Linked DNA regions of Siniperca chuatsi: region 2 is linked to region 1. A link is a contact called in public Hi-C data. All regions are on one chromosome and are shown on one strand. Each heading gives the region's core, a stretch centred on a gene start, on an enhancer-like site or on the middle of the called end of the contact. The rest is flanking DNA. Distances are from core to core; before and after follow the strand shown. Region 1 holds the start of LOC122882496. Region 2 holds the start of LOC122883748 (mitochondrial carrier homolog 1-like).

Evidence for each region. Hi-C and Micro-C count contacts between places; a contact is called where the count stands out from the background.
Region 2: a Hi-C map of skeletal muscle shows a contact between it and region 1, with 2.0 times the contacts expected there. The contact joins the promoter of LOC122883748 here to the promoter of LOC122882496 in region 1. A contact is called at or near these places in 2 of 3 Hi-C or Micro-C datasets (skeletal muscle and an unstated tissue).

Annotation. Positions count from the first base shown.
Region 1 is chrLG10:764,188-769,343 of ASM2008510v1, reverse strand. It overlaps LOC122882496, which reads left to right and starts at 2,644. Exons shown (of 9, transcript XM_044209959.1): 1 at 2,644-2,703. The coding sequence starts at 2,644. It overlaps phc2a (polyhomeotic-like protein 2), which reads right to left and starts at 3,362. Exons shown (of 7, transcript XM_044212835.1): 1 at 2,990-3,362; 2 at 2,018-2,180; 3 at 866-944; 4 at 510-621. The coding sequence starts at 2,155.
Region 2 is chrLG10:900,692-905,847 of ASM2008510v1, reverse strand. It overlaps LOC122883748 (mitochondrial carrier homolog 1-like), which reads right to left and starts at 2,762. Exons shown (of 13, transcript XM_044212856.1): 1 at 2,694-2,762. The coding sequence starts at 2,756.

The DNA of each region.
Region 1 (5,156 bases), core at 1,395-3,894:
TTCGTCATTCACTGTGGTGTTTTATTTCTCTTGTTGTGAAGCACTTTGTACTTTGTTTTGATAAGTGCTCTATAAATAAAGTTTTATTATTATTATTATATAAAGTGAAGCTCCACTCTGTAACACCGCTGCTTCTGTAGCTCCAACAGCTCGGACAGAGAGAGACGTCTTCTCTCTAGCCGATCGCATTACGTCAGTCTCATTCTCCAGTTAAACTTTTACTCATGTCAGATCAATAATTTAATCAACTTTTAAATCAGGACCTTCAGTATTTGGACCAAGCAGCTTGTGAAACATAAAGTACGGCAAGTTTAGTAGCTACAGCTGTTATTTCCATGTGTCAGATACATATTTAATCAAACATTTATGTAAATACAAGTATCGGATCGGACTCGGTGTCACTCAATATTAGAGAACTCTGATCAGGACTGGGGCCAAAAAACCTCTTCGGGACACCCCTGATTTCCCCCACAGGGTGAATTGTGTCTGTAATGCCTGCCCCGCCTTACCGTTTGGCGCACACAGTAGAACAGAACCTCTTGGACCTCTTGAAGACGTAGGCGAAGTCCACCCTGCCACACAGCTCGCAGGTCAGCATGGGCTCCTGCTGGGCCTTCAACTCTGAGGGAACACAGGCCGCACAGGTACCATCACCAGCAACATCCACACGAGTGTGCAGGGACAACGGCTAAGCAGTCGCACGGTGTCAGCTGTTAGCCGACCGACGTCTACAGTCGGTCGGCTAACAGCCGGTTGGGGCCGATTATTATTATAGATACTGTGAAACATGTAGATACTGGAGGAGGGAAACGTCAGCTCCCCACGTGACGCCGTGCTGCTGGTCTGACAACTTTAAGAGCTTTACCTTTTGGGTAGAGGCCGTCCATCTTTGAGTCTGCCGTGTGTCTCCTTAGGCTCTCAATTGAGAAAGATGGACGTTCCACCTGCAGACAGACAAACATATACTTCATTACAGCAGCTGATGCCACTGCAAGGGACTGAGAAAGTGGCGAGGGAAGAGTTTGACGTTGAATGCTACGGTTCTGTTTGATTCTGTTAGCACAAGTTTCCCCCTCAGGAGCGTTTTCTGCCTCTTGACTGCAGGATCAGGGTCTACATGTAGTTCCTCGAGCACAGAGAGTCCCTGCTTTTTGGTGCAGGAACTATCCGGGCGGATCACCGGTGACGATGTGATCAATGCTTTGGTGATCGGTTTGACGTGTGTTTAGAGTTTCAGTGTGTGACTTGGTGCACGCTGTGCAGACTGATGGCTTTGGATGTAAGATGCATCACACAGGTGATCAGAGTCTCTTCCATGATGTGGCAGATAAATAATACTTATTAAATCCTGTACTGACACAGTTATTAGTGATGTGCTGCCTGTTTACACTGACGGATATCTAGTGTCTGGTATATTTTGAGGAAACAGATTTCCATACGTGCTAACGTCATTAATATCCAGAATGAGGGAGGTTCTGTGCTTTTAATTTGTGCTGCCGGTTAATGTTTTGGGACACAGTTCATTTCTCAGCACTTGTAGATTAGCATTTTCGTTGCTGCTAGCTGCCGTTTCTCACTGGAATCCACGTGTCATGTTAGGTAGCCAGAGCTAACGGGCTAAGACAGGCGTGTGGTAAAAAGGTTTGACCTTTAAACTGTATTTTAACTGGTTCCCAGCAAGTAGCTTTATTTATTAAGTACTAAAAATGTGCATAATTAAACTATCATCATGACATGGTGCCTAAACTTGCGCCTTATTTTTAAAGTTTTGGCTATCATTTGTAATAATAAACACTGCACTCACTAAGTTACTAGCAACGGGGCAAGAAACATAAGCGGTCCACCGATCAGACAGGTTGGAAACAAACGCCCCAAATATTGATAATGTTAAGTCTTTGCTCCTGGTCAACCAGTCAATATGGCCAGTGTTGTTTTTGAGCTGCCCGCCATTATGGGCAGTGATTACTGTCATATTCTGTGGTTTACAGACAGACACATGCAGAGCTGCAGTACTCACGGGGAAAGGCTCAGCACCCTCCTGGATAACGAAGCCTTCTATCAGGTGGGTGAGGATGTGGGACTTGACTAAGGCCTGGGCTGGTTTGCTCTCTCCATCGTGTTGGCTGCTGTTAGTGTTCCCATTCCCAGAGGTCATGACTGGAGCACAGGCCGCCCCTCACCTGTCAACACAAGCAGCATGGCAAACTCAACAAGCGCTGGACCTGGGACCTGCACCCCCCCATAGCTGCTGTTCAAATACACAAAGACTGCAAAGCTCACATCATTCAAACATGGCAGTTTAGTGTTGCTCAGTGTTTTGGCAAAAGTACACAGCGTTACTATCATTTTACTTTACATATGACAGGTGTTATGACTCCTTAAGAACCACTTTTGAATTTGGCATAGCTATAATCCACTAAAGAAACTTTTTTTAAAATGTCTTCTTGTTATTTGTTAACTTTATTTCTCGGACAATCGTCTTGCACTTAGTTGTATACAGGGGGATTCAGTTCTACAAGGAGTTTGAACGAGTGCCGATGTAAAGAGCTTCTTCCAATGTGTCACAATCCGTTTTGAGTCGTATTTTATTTGTTATCTTTTCGTTGCGATAAGCAAGACAACCCTGAATTGCCAGATTTCCGAATGCAGTCCGGCGTGGCCATCTCCCCACACAGGTCCCGTCCGTTAGGCTCGCGTGGACGCGTGTGTACATTACTGTGGTGGAAACCCGTCTGCTTAATATGAAGATAATATAATAATAATAATAATAATATGAAGATGAAGGAGAAACTACTGATTCAGTGCACGTTATCTGGTAACGTTAGGAGTGTTTTTTATTTGCTTTGTATTAAGATGTCTGGCTTTAAAGAATTATAACTTACACAGCATTAACAAACCACTTAACGTTAAATCCGAACTCGCTAAGGAAAAGAAAGCCTTTTCCAGGCTCCCTTTAAAACACACGAGCAGTTCAGAGTAGTTAGCTTACTTTCACGGTCGGAACCACCTCCGAGCTGGGTCGAAAACAGGCGCTCCGCTCGGCAACAAAGGTAACGTTAGAGGGAAGAAAAGCTCTTTGTTCAACGGCTCCAAACAACGCGTTCATTTACTCACACTCCCGCCGCCAAAACGGCGAGGAGCCGCTCCGCCACCGGAACACCGACAAATACTCAACCGGCCGAGCGGGCGCCGTTACACGAGGACACGCGAAGTTAGCAACGGAATCATATCCTCGCTATGTTTCTGCTTTCTGCCCGTCTCCTGTCTACAGACACCACGGTCCCGTCGGTGTGTGCGCGCGTGTGCCCACCGACCAAGCACGAGACATTCGCGTCAGGGACTTCCGGCAACAACCTTCAAAATTAAAGCCCATTTATTTATATATATGTGTGTGTGTGTGTGTGTGTGTGTGCGTGCGCGTATAAATATCTGTGAAAATTTCTTTCTTTCTTGCAAAATGTGTTTTATAATCATACAGTCAGTATTAAGAGCATCAATTTAGGATTTTATTCTTGACCTTAGAAACAGTAGTTTGACCAAAAAAAGACCCACTCGCTTTTCTGAAGCTTTTAACGCAACTCTGGACGGAATTCACTCAGTTGTCATGACAACCGTGAAAGCTAGTAGTAACAGTAGTTGTAGCGGTAGTGTTAGTGGTGGTTGTGGTAGTAGTAGTGATAGTAGTAGATGTAGTAGTAGTGGTAGTGGTAGTAGTAGTTGTAGTAGTAGTGATAGTTGTAGTAGTAGTGATAGTGGTGGTAGTGGTAGTAATATTAGTTGTAGTTGTAGTGGTGGTAGTAGTTGTAGTTGTAGTTGTAGTAGTAGTAGTGATAGTAGTAATGGTAGTAGATGTAGTAGTAGTGGTAGTGGTAGTAGTAGTTGTAGTAGTAGTGATAGTGGTGGTAGTGGTAGTAATACTAGTAGTGGTAGTTGTAGTAGTTGTAGTTGTAGTAGTAATGGTAGTAGATGTAGTAGTAGTGATAGTAGTAATGGTAGTAGATGTAGTAGTAGTGGTAGTGGTGGTAGTGGTAGTAATACTAGTAGTGGTAGTAGTATTAGTTGTAGTAGTGGTAGTAGTTGTAGTTGTAGTAGTTGTAGTAGTGGCAGTAGTAGTAGTGGTAGTGATAGTAGTAGTAGTTGTAGTAGTTGTAGTTGTAGTAGTGGTAGTAGTAGTAGTTGTAGTAGTTGTAGTGATAGTAGTAGTAGTTGTAGTAGTAGTAGTGGCAGTAGTAGTAGTTGTAGTAGTGGCAGTAGTAGTTGTAGTTGTGGTGGTAGTGGTTGTAGTAGTTGTAGTTGTAGTAGTGGCAGTAGTAGTAGTGGTAGTGATAGTTGTAGTAGTTGTAGTTGTAGTAGTGGTAGTAGTAGTAGTTGTAGTAGTTGTAGTGATAGTAGTAGTAGTTGTAGTAGTTGTAGTTGTAGTTGTAGTAGTGGTAGTAGTAGTAGTTGTAGTAGTTGTAGTGATAGTAGTAGTAGTGGTAGTAGTAGTAGTGGTAGTGATAGTAGTAGTTGTAGTAGTTGTAGTGATAGTGTGGTAGTAGTAGTAGTAGTAGTAGTAGTAGTAGTAGGTGTGGTAGTAGTAGTAGTAGTGGCAGTAGTAGTAGTTGTAGTAGTAGTAGGCAGTAGTAGTAGTGTAGTAGTGGTGATGTAGTGTGGTTGTAGTAGTTGTAGTGATGGCAGTGTAGTGATTGTGTGGTAGTGGTTGTAGTAGTTGTAGTAGGTGAGTAGTGTGGTAGTGTAGTAGTAGTAGTAGTAGTAGTAGTTGTAGTAGTAGTAGTAGTAGTAGTAGTAGTGTAGTAGTGGCAGTGGTGTAGTGAGTAGTAGTAGTAGTAGTAGTGGCAGTGTAGTGGTTGTGGTGGCAGTAGTTGTAGTTGTGGTGGTAGTGGTTGTAGTAGTTGTAGTGATAGTGATAGTATTAGTGGCAGTAGTGGTAGTTGTAGTAATGGCAGTAGTAGTGGTAGTTGTAGTTGTGATAGTAGTAGTAGTAGTAGTAGTAGTTGTAGTAGTAGTAGTAGTGGTAGTTGTAGTAGTGGTAGTTGTAGTAGTAGTAGTGGCAGTAGTAGTAGTTGTAGTAGTGGCAGTAGTAGTTGTAGTTGTGGTGGTAGTGGTTGTAGTAGTTGTAGTGATAGTGATAGTATTAGTGGCAGTAGTGGTAGTTG
Region 2 (5,156 bases), core at 1,513-4,012, 140 kb before region 1:
CATTACTACAATAAAAGCGCTTGCACCACGGAGAAGTTACGACGACGAAATAGTTACACGTGCGCCGAGGGTGTCCATCGCAAAACGTCAGCCTCTTTACTCCCCAACTTAGCAGAGCAGGACTGTTGCCATGACGATCAGAGGTCCACACTTCCTGTTGACTTGCATGTTGACAGTGATGGAGCGTCTCTCAGGTTTTCCTGTGTAATTAGTTTCAGTCTGAAGGTTCACAACTGAGAAGCATCAAACGCGCGTCTCTGACAGCTCTGTCACACGTCTTCATCTAGAATTTCAGCTCCTCGGTTATATAAGTGTCTGTTTCTAAAAGGGTTCCTACTGAAGGACAAACGATCGCCACAAACGCCTCATTTATCTGAAACGATCATAAGAGGTGTTGTTATTTTTACATTCGGCCCCCATTTACACTTGTCAAGTGTCTGGTATCTGGATAAAATCCAAACATCTGGATTTACACTTTGCCACGTCACGAATCTGATTGCATCTGTTTTGGATTTCCTGGGCCACGTGCTAATCAGGGTTAGCCCCAGTCCGGTCCAGATCCGACAGAAATCAGATATCCAACATGGCAGATGCGATGTTGGTGTTTTTATCGGAGAGCTGAAGAGTGACCCGACAGGCTTTCAACCAGACAGGGCCCGGTGTTGGCCTTTAACGTTGTGCAGCCATTTTATTGTAAATACACATTATGCACGAATAGCACTCCACGTGTTGCATGTTCCTAACGCAAGCTGCCTCCCTCTGGCACCGGCACACACACAGCTCGGTGCTGTCCAGACGTGTTCAGATCCGTTACTTCAGTAAAAGTACTGACACGACACGGTGAAGTAAACGTGCTCCGCGAGGACGTTCGTGCCGTTGGCCCTGCGGCTGGCTGAGGAATAAAAAAAGAGAGCGTGAGAAAGAAGCTCGTCTGCCTACTTCCACACCTGCTCACACCTGGCCAGTCACTGTGTAAAGTGGTTTCAGGTGACACACAGACGAAGCCTCCGGTCAGCTAAGTGTTGCTGCCTGATGCCCTTCTGGTTTGTGGTGACGCTGCATCGATCTGTTTGGCCCTAATCCTGCTGGACGCCTCAGTGCTGGAGTGGAAATGCAGCTGCTTCCCAGGAGTGGAGCCGAGCGGTGCGGCCGGAGCTCCACAATATAACATCGTAACATCCCGCGAGGCTGCCAGGGTCACTGTCCGTGAGTGCACGAGTCACGGCATGAACACCATACTGTACAAGGACGTGACATTAACGACTGCATCCCTGACCCACGAGCCAAACTCTACACAGGGCTCATATGAAATACCTGAAAGTAATACTTTAACTTCTTCCTCGAACAGAACACCAACTTACAGTAAATCCAACCGACACGGTCTAACGTCACAAACATTTGTAAGATTCATTTCCTTTCATCCCTCGGCTCGAGGATGAAGCAGAACCAGCAGTGGGAGTCCTGCAGAGATTAGCCGCATCCTAAATCAAACAGGCTCACGGTCTCTCCAGATCCGTCTGCAGCGTCATTTTGATTAGCTCTGGAGATAAAGGCCAAGACATGCGGGATTAGAGCAGGAAGACACAGCTCAGGCCAGTTTATACAGGCCTGTAAATTACGCCTTCCGATTCGACCTCCTGATCTGCACTCTATAAACAATGTCCATAAAGGTCTGCTTCCGTACGCAGCTCCTGGTCGGTGTGTTTGACAGTTAAATCTCGTTAATGAATGCCGACATTATCATGTATGAAATGAAAATACGACTCTATGGTTATGGCTGGGAAGATTTTCCACGTCTTAAAGAACTCAGTGCACCATTTGGAGCTTCTTCGTCCTCTGTGTGTTGTGGTATTTTTGCGTTGTGACCACCGGATGCAACAGACGCCTATTTGTCAACACACAGCACCTGTTGCCGTTTTACGATGTTTGTGCTATTTCAGGTCTGTAATAATTTCAGGATATTATATTTTGATAATATTGCTGTTTTAGACTACTAATTGAATAATAACAAATGTAATGTTTTTTTACTTGAACTGTATCCCAGAAGATACGTTGCCCAAATGGGGTTAAAACAAGGACTAACACCAGTGTTTTAAACCCGCTACAGCCAGGAAATCAATAGAATGGGATCAATGGAAAAGTTCAGAATCAGAAAAACTTCATTGCTCATGAAAATTAGTTTTTGACGTGACTCAACAGAAAAACATACATTTTAAATTCTATTCTAAGTTTCACTACAAGTTAAATCATAAATAAGGGTTTCAGAGGGCAAATGAGTAAAACAAATATTAGTTATAATAGTTAATATTGTGTGCTTATAGGAAACGCATTTATTGAACACAGAAGGGTATTTTATTTGCTCAAAGTTAATTATACTTGCTGTGCTTGAAATATCCCATCACACACTCATAAACGAGCGGAGAATGTGTGTGAAGAAGAAGCAGCTGCTTGTTTTTAACGTCATCTTTCACAAATATGTCGCCACTGTTGTTGGCGTGAAAAGATTTGCATAAATAAGTGATCCTCTATCTTGCAGAAGACTCTGATTGGGTTGTAATTCAAACGAATCATTTAAATGTCTGACAGGGGCTGAAGATCCGAACGACAGGTCAAGGCGTTTCCTATAATCACTTATTGATCCAGCAGATGTGGGTGACTGTGTGCTGTCTGTGTGGTGCCTGTTGATCATTCACCAGCAGGGGGCAGCCTCCAGCTGTGGCGAGCCTCTTCTTCATCAGGTCAGACAGAAGCTTCATCACCTCCTGTGTTCATGACAATGTCACAAACAGGAAATCACAGTTAAAGCAGCAGTGACAGCAGAGTGCAGCACACCTTATTCATCAGAATAAAATCTGCTGCTGAATTATTCACACGGTTTTGGACGTTTTATGAACAGTTTTAGTGTCTGGAGACAGAGTGTATGTATTAATCATTTGTTACAGCGCACACAGGAAGAGGATGTAGTTGTTGTGCTGTGTACATCATCATGGCTGGTGCTGCAAATTTAACATTTACAACACAATATTTTGTTTGTCAGGGATTGTTTTTTGGTTATTAATAGTTACATTAATTAAGTCATTAGTAGTATTGCTTAGTAGTTAATGGTGCTGTGGCTTTAGGACATTAAAGGCTGTAATTTAAGAAAACATCATCACCACAAAACAAAGCTGCAAATACAGAAAACACAAGCAAATATAGAAACACTGGAAATCACACATAACATCAGACTGATGAATAAGTCCACCTCGGGTCTATGATGCTGGAAAATAAACTTTATTTATCTATTTTTAACATTCTGATCGCATGATTCTCACATTGTTGGAGCTACCTAGCGTTAGCATTTTAGTAATTATTAGCGTGTTAATCAGTTTGTGGCGTTCCAGAGGACCTGCTGTTGTTGTGTATAATATGTTTATTTTGGCAAAACTGGGTTGGAGTTGTACATGTAATGCAAGTAATGATATTTTCAAAGTCACTATACATGTAAATACATATACAGACAGGCAGGTACCAAACAGGTGACAGTCCAAACATTAGCGAAGCCAAAACCAACATAGCAGCTGGGACGAACTGACAAAGAACAAAGGAATCACCGAGACGATGCACACAGGTGAGGGCGGGATAACTACACACAGGTGAACTTAATTAGGGCCAATCCAAACTGCCGGGAGGCAAGGAGAATATTTCACAATAAAACAGGAAATAACCAAACACAGACCCTCAAACCATGACACATACTAACACTGTATCTTAAGCACTGATCAGCTGTGACTCTACAGGTGTCCTCTAAATGAGTGGTTCTCCATAAAACAGAGTAACGTTTACGTGCGACACAGTTGCATGTGTCTAAAAGTTGTGACCAGTTCAACCAAAGAGTGATTTTTTTCCTCTGTTTTAATAGAAAATTATATTTAGAGGCCTGAGGAAGTAAAACGATCGAGTAGTTCACTAGAAAACAGACTAAGAGTCTGCAGCCGATGACAACGCTAACATGCTGATGTTCGGGTATGATGTTCAGCATGTTAGCTTAGCGTGTTAGCATGCTAACATTAGCATAACTGTATGTAGCAGAAACATGTTTTTATCTGCTTTCCTGTCCTCTTGATCATCTCGTGACCCCTCATGAGGGTCCCGACTCCCAGGTTAGGAACTGCTGATCAATATGCTACGAATCTCTGAATCCAAAACCTCCAAAATGTGATGACCAAACACTACCTGGAAGTGAACCCTGCTCGTCCGCCTTCTTCTTCCCGTGTTGCTCTTGAGCAGGTGTCACTAATGGATGAAACTTCAGTCTCAAAGGCGAATGTTCTGTGTCATGAGGAACGAGGCGAGACGCATCTGCTTCTGTAGCTCAGTACAATCTCTCATTCAGCATTTCTTTCATGGGTCTTTCTGAAATAATGAAGCGTGTTAAATCGGCTCCGCTGCAGCCGTGGATATTAGAAACTGAAGCATTCGTGATTTTAACAAAGTTAAACCACAATTTGTTTGTGAGTACAGACAGAACTGGAAGCGAGGCAGCGTGGGTTCTAACGTCACTGTAACTTGGTTTTATCCCTTTCCACAAAACTCACCAACCCTCTCTTCTAAAGGCTTTTTTCGTCTTCCTAGCTGTAATCTCTGCGGGTTTATGGGAAATGGTGTTCATTGGATAAACAACAATATTAGATTGTTTTCCAGTAAACGACCGTCCTTATCTAAAGCGAGCCACACGGCTCTGTTCCAAGGCCGTGCTTCTAGTTTTTAGCGCTGTTGTGCATTTTGAATGAGGTTTTCTTACTTCTGGAACAGAACCCGGAAGTTCTGGTTTCACTTCGGATCTATGTCCAGTCAGTTTGACAGAGGCGGTGCACTGAAATCTTGTTTTATAGCTGCAGGTGAGACAGTCCAGGCAGCAGAGAAGCAGGGAGGCTGTTTGGCTGAAGTGACGCGCAGTGAAAACAGCACTCACCTGTCTGTATGTACAGCGAAAGAGTTATCTGTCGCTGTAATCATTCCTCCCGTTCAAACTCTGCCGAAACCTCACATGTGGGCTGCACTGTTACACAGACAGAGAGCTGGGGAGTCGACGTTGGACTAGCATTGGGACAGGATCTGCTCCCAGGAACCATGACAGTGACCCGTAACCCTTACGACTATAATATTGACATAAT